2 separate regions of the Gossypium hirsutum genome follow, and region 1 is linked to region 2. Evidence: chromatin contacts called from public Hi-C data. All regions are on one chromosome and are shown on one strand. Each heading gives the region's core, a stretch centred on a gene start, on an enhancer-like site or on the middle of the called end of the contact. The rest is flanking DNA. Distances are from core to core; before and after follow the strand shown. Region 1 has its middle 21 kb from the start of LOC107895346. Region 2 has its middle 14 kb from the start of LOC121218500.

The links. Hi-C and Micro-C count contacts between places; a contact is called where the count stands out from the background.
Region 1: a Hi-C map of leaf shows a contact between it and region 2, with 1.8 times the contacts expected there. The contact joins two enhancer-like sites. A contact is called at or near these places in 10 of 34 Hi-C or Micro-C datasets (callus, leaf and seedling).

The regions. Positions count from the first base shown.
Region 1 is chrD06:19,360,736-19,363,435 of Gossypium_hirsutum_v2.1, forward strand. It overlaps the pseudogene LOC107942904. Among protein-coding and RNA genes, the nearest start is that of LOC107895346, 21 kb to the right of the region's middle. Within about 2 kb of position 1,311, at least 9 of the 9 cell types and tissues checked have an H3K27ac peak or open chromatin away from gene starts, as enhancers often do. A contact at or near this core is called in leaf, where this site is marked.
Region 2 is chrD06:19,248,646-19,251,349 of Gossypium_hirsutum_v2.1, forward strand. No RefSeq gene overlaps it. Among protein-coding and RNA genes, the nearest start is that of LOC121218500, 14 kb to the right of the region's middle. Within about 2 kb of position 1,381, at least 9 of the 9 cell types and tissues checked have an H3K27ac peak or open chromatin away from gene starts, as enhancers often do. A contact at or near this core is called in leaf, where this site is marked.

The DNA of each region.
Region 1 (2,700 bases), core at 61-2,560, 110 kb after region 2:
AAACATAAGACAAATAAAAGTGACTGTTTTATAATCAAAGATCATAGTTGGATACATGTGGGTTTGAATTGGAATTAATTAAATAATTTATATATTCCAATCCATTAAATATTCTCAAGAGTGAATTTGTTATTTACACTGTATCTGTATCTGTTGCGAATAGTAATTAGAATATATAAATCTACTTGTATTAGATGTTAGGGTAAACTTCACTACAGGACACACAATTATGCCTAAGTTTCTTTTATGGTCACTTAACTTTTAAAACTTTCAAAATAATCATCCAACTAATTAAATTTACTTATTTTGGTCTACTTTGATTAAGTTTGTGATGGAAGCAAACGGGTTAAATTGAAAAAAAAATTCAATTGATTGGTCTCTAAAGTTTTCTGTTCTCATATTTGACTTAATTAATTTAGTAACTTTGAAAATAAAATTTGTATTATTTAAAAACATTAAAATTTTATACTGTTATAATAATAATAATAATAATAATAATAATTTATAGCGCCGCCCCTAAACGTAACCTAAAACAAAAATATGGGACCAAGCGTGGAGACACATGCCATTTTGTTTCCAATCTTGTTCTTCAAGTGAAGTCGCAATATTTACAAAGAAAAGGTTCCTTCTTAGAAACTTCTCAAACTCTCAAACCATAAATTCAACTTGGGTTTTTAAAATATAATTTGTTATTTTGGGTTAGCTAAGCCATCAACCGTTGATAGGTGAAAGGGTTTTTTATCATAATAATTCTTCAACTTTCCTTTTACAAATAAATAGATCATGTTTGTAATTGATGGGATGCACGGACGAATTGTTTCGTAAGTGATATATATATATATATAAAGCACTTCTCGATTAAGTATAGGGATTTTATTTGTGGCCATTGCTATTTTATTAGTATTAATCTTATATTTTAATTTAAATATGAATCTGTTATATTTTAATTGTAAATAATAATTTTTAAAAATTCAACCTAAATTCGGTGGCTGCAAAAGTATTACGTTAAAAGTATAAGAATTTAGGTTTATTCCCAGATAATTTCATTCTCTTCCTTCAACATATCTTAATCAACAATAAATTATATCAAAAAATAATTATTTCATAAATTATGGGTGAGGATTTCAAGCTTTACATTTAGAATTGAAAGAGCAAGATATAAAAAATGGAGAGGAAACGGTTATGTATAAATCGTACTATCAAGGGAAGAAGTAGAATTAATTAATTAATTATTAAATTTGAGAGTGTGTGTATTGGAGGGAATGGGTGAGCGGTTAATTTAAAAGTCTTTTCAATTACGGGTAAGCGGAGAAGAGTGCGCAGGTTAAGCGAATATGCTTTTAAACTAGTGGGCGTAGGTTAAGTCTGCAGATGGAATAATAGAATAAGAAAAAAATTTAAAAAATATAAAGAAACGGAGACCGGGAAAAAAGTCGCCGTTAATGATCGATGCCGAAAATGAAGCATTTATTAAGGAAACTCCATATCGGCGGCGGTTTCAATGAGCACCAACGGTTGACGGAGACGCAGCCCGTGATCAGCTCATGTCCGAGTCCGAACTCCACGGGACAAGAAACGGCGTCTTCCTTTTCTTCTTCTTCGGCGTCTTCTGTTGGTTCAGGTACATTGGGGAGAATCGGGGCCGTTGAATCGGCCGGGGGAGATCGGACGGCTGGTGATGAGGTGGATTTTAATTTATTGGAAGAAGAGTTTCAGATGCAGTTGGCTTTGGCGATCAGTGCCTCGGATCCCGAGACGACTCAGATCGACGCTGCTAAAAGATTTAGCCTCGCCGGTTCCGACGCCGGCGCTTTCGTGGAGTTACTCTCGCTTCGTTATTGGGTAATATATTCTTTCTTACTTTATATATTTAAAAAGTTTATTATATCTTTCAGTTTTAGGTTATCGAAATTGCATTTCTTGTTTGAATTAGTTATGATATCTAAACGTTTTATATAATTTATGATTTTTTTTTCTTATGACATTTGTTTTCTTTTATTCATGAATTCTGATTGCATTTCATGTTTCCTTCTTATACAAATTGCTACTATGTTTATTTATTTATTTTATTTCGTTTTCATTTTCATTTGCATTTTAAACACGAGGAGTCTTCAACTGCGGATCACTTTTCCAGACTTCCTCTTTCCGGTAGTAATTTTGGATATCCTTAACTTTCCACGTCATTTTCATTAGTCATGGATTGATTCTGATAAATAGTAAACTTGTTAAAGCTTTCTTTTTTATTGTTTCTTTTTACAGATGATTTTGATTTGCATGTCGAATCTCAATTAATCTTTCAACTTCTATTAATTGAAGTTTTGCTAAATTTAGCATGGTACATCCTTTCTGGTTTTTTATTGATTTTTCTCTGATAATTGCTCATCGTTCTACTACTTGAAGTTTTGCCGCCCACTAGCCTGCTAAGGGCTGTGTTTCTATTATATGAAAATTTCCTTTATCTTATAGGCATGGCGGTTTGGGTTTTTTAATCTCTGCTATATAATGCCAGAGTCCTTTTTAAATATAGCTAATTGGTAAGCCTTTTTCCTTATGGTTTATTGCTATAAAGTAACTTTACATGTAAGTTTCTTGTTTTATTAGCAGGGAGCATTAATTTTACCTTCCCTGTTAATACAATTATTTTTTTTTCGTTCAATTATTAAGGTAGAATATTTTTCAGTAAATGCGGTTATGGATATG
Region 2 (2,704 bases), core at 131-2,630:
ATTTTTAAAATAATTATTAAATTGAACTCTGTCCAATTATATTTTGAATAAATCATGTCGTTAATAAAAAAAGCTTTAAAAAATTTAGTTTATAGTTCTTTTAAGGCTGGTTTAAACATTTTTAAATGAATATAATTAATGTGGGACAAAATATCAAAATAAACACGTATCTTCTTTTACTTTTTCCATATTGGTTTTTATATTAATTAATTAAATTATTTAAAAATTTACAATAGTTACGATAATTTTTAACATGAATATATACATATTTAGTATATATTACTATTAATAATTACGGAATTACATTAAAAATCTTGAAATAAATATACACTTAAAAATTTGTTTTGTTAATTTAGTATCATATATAAAAATATATTTACCATCATTATAATATCATAAATGATGAATAAAGAAACATTCGATTTTAATTTTTATTTGTTAAAACTTACCAATTTTAAAAATTAATTTAAATTAACAAATAAATATATTTTAAAAGATATATACAACAAGTCCGTGCATCGCATCAAATAAAAAATTAGTAATGTATTTTATTAGGTTCTAGCTAAATAAGGAATAAGTATCTATGCTCACATTACAATTTTTAGACATGTCACACTTTCCATTTCAAGCACTTATTTCCATATTGGGTAAATGACCTTTTAATCTTTTAAGTTGTTTCATGCATTTTCGTTTAAATTTATTTTATATAGATTTTTATATATTAAATATAAAGTCTTACTTTCAAATTTTGCTTAGCTTTTAAGACTGGTAAATATTAAATTGTTAAGTTTAAATATAGTTAGAAAAAGGCACATATTAAAATAAAATTTATTTATTTTTCAAATATAATAAGAGTTAATTATATTCATTGAGGAAAAATAAATATAAAAATCGAGTATTAACAATTATAACATTAAAACAAATTAATTTAACAATATATAACACATAATCTATAAAAATATATTAATAATATGAGTGAGTATTTGATACACTCGCAGTATATTATTTTATTCCACAAGCGGCCTCACCCTTATATGACACTTCCAAATAATTTCTCTAATAACATTATTTAAACTATAATTAAGTAGTATTAATACTCAAACCATGATGGATTTTAGTATTATTCTAATATTAAATATCATTAATAGAATTTAAATACATTAATTTCTTCGATTTTTAAATAATTTTAAACAAAAATTAATATGCATCGTAAATGTAAGGTTTTATATATTTTTAAAATTGTATATTAAATTAACATAAATTACCAAAAGCAAAATTCTGACCACAAAAATGTAATGTTAACCTTCCAAACAAGGCCTTACCAACTCTATTGGTATACTGAACCAAAAGAAACCTTCTATTGCTATAATGTTGACAAATCATTGGGGCCCACTTTTTAGTCACCTCTTTCACTCTTTGCTCGCCGCGTCATCTCTCTTACACTTGCATCCTACGTGACATCTTCTCTTTATATTACGCGTTTCTCTCAAAAAGAAAAAGAAAACACGATGACGATAAGAGTGGGAGGGGGAGGGGGAGAAGGAGAAGAATCGAAGTCCCCGGAGGCTGAACTTTCCGGCGAATTTTCCGGGAATTTGAGCGTCTTGCTGGCGGAATCCGACGACGAAAGCGAGTTTTCCAACGAGGGTTCGGTCGAAAAAGAGAAACTGGAGGAGATAATGCAAGAGCTATACAAAGAGATAACAGTGACAAGCTCTTCTTACAACGCTTCGCCCACAGTAACTTCGTCTCTTCCGTTCTTTGGCGAGAGCTGCGGGGCTTCGATGTCTGACTCGTCGTCCAGTGTGATGGCTGGCATTGAGTTGGTGGCACCCACGAAGGAGTTATTGGTTATTGGGATGGGGTTTAACGATAACAAAAGTGTAATGGTAGATGAAGTAAAGGAAATGGACGTCTGTGATGATGATCAATGGCTGGCACGAGCTCTAGGCTGGGTGTCAATGGAACTTGAGGAGTCCCATCAGTGGAATTTGGCGTTCAGTGAGACCCCTTGGACTGTAGGGATGTGGTGTCCTTGGGAAGGGTGACTTGCATTAATTTAACCCTTTTTATTTGATTTTCACATGAGATACAACTCATACAACTAGTTTATCTTTAGGGTTTAGATATCTAAATCTGTCCTTAATTTTCATGTATCTCCTTTAAATTATGTAAGGGTTGGTTAGAGATGAGTATGGAGGGGGTGAGGTGGGAATTGTTCCCTTCACTTTTTATGTCATGCTTGCATAGCTGTTTAAAACACATATTGGTTATATCCATAACAACTTCACATTTTTCTTCACCCTTCTTTTACTAATGCTATTTTGATTTAATATTGTTAAATTATACTTTAGTATGTGCATAATATAAAAATAAAATATATTCATAATCTTTTGAGTTATAATTTTGTTTAATCTCTTTGAGAATGCTCCCAAGTTCTTGTAAGACCAAGATGAACTAGAGAACGACGAAGCTTGTCCTCTGGTTAATCCCAGAGAAAAGCAAGTGAACAAATCTAATAAAGGTGAATGAGAAAAGAGAGCCCTTTTTGAGGGGAAATTGCCGTCGATAAGATAAAGGTGGATTGGTATGCAACTACCTCCATTTACATTGCCGAATTTGTAGAGTTTTTGGTGCCCCAGGTCCATGGTGGTCCCTTAGGTTAAGGACCATGACCAAGTTTCCACTACCTCTTCGGTTCAGT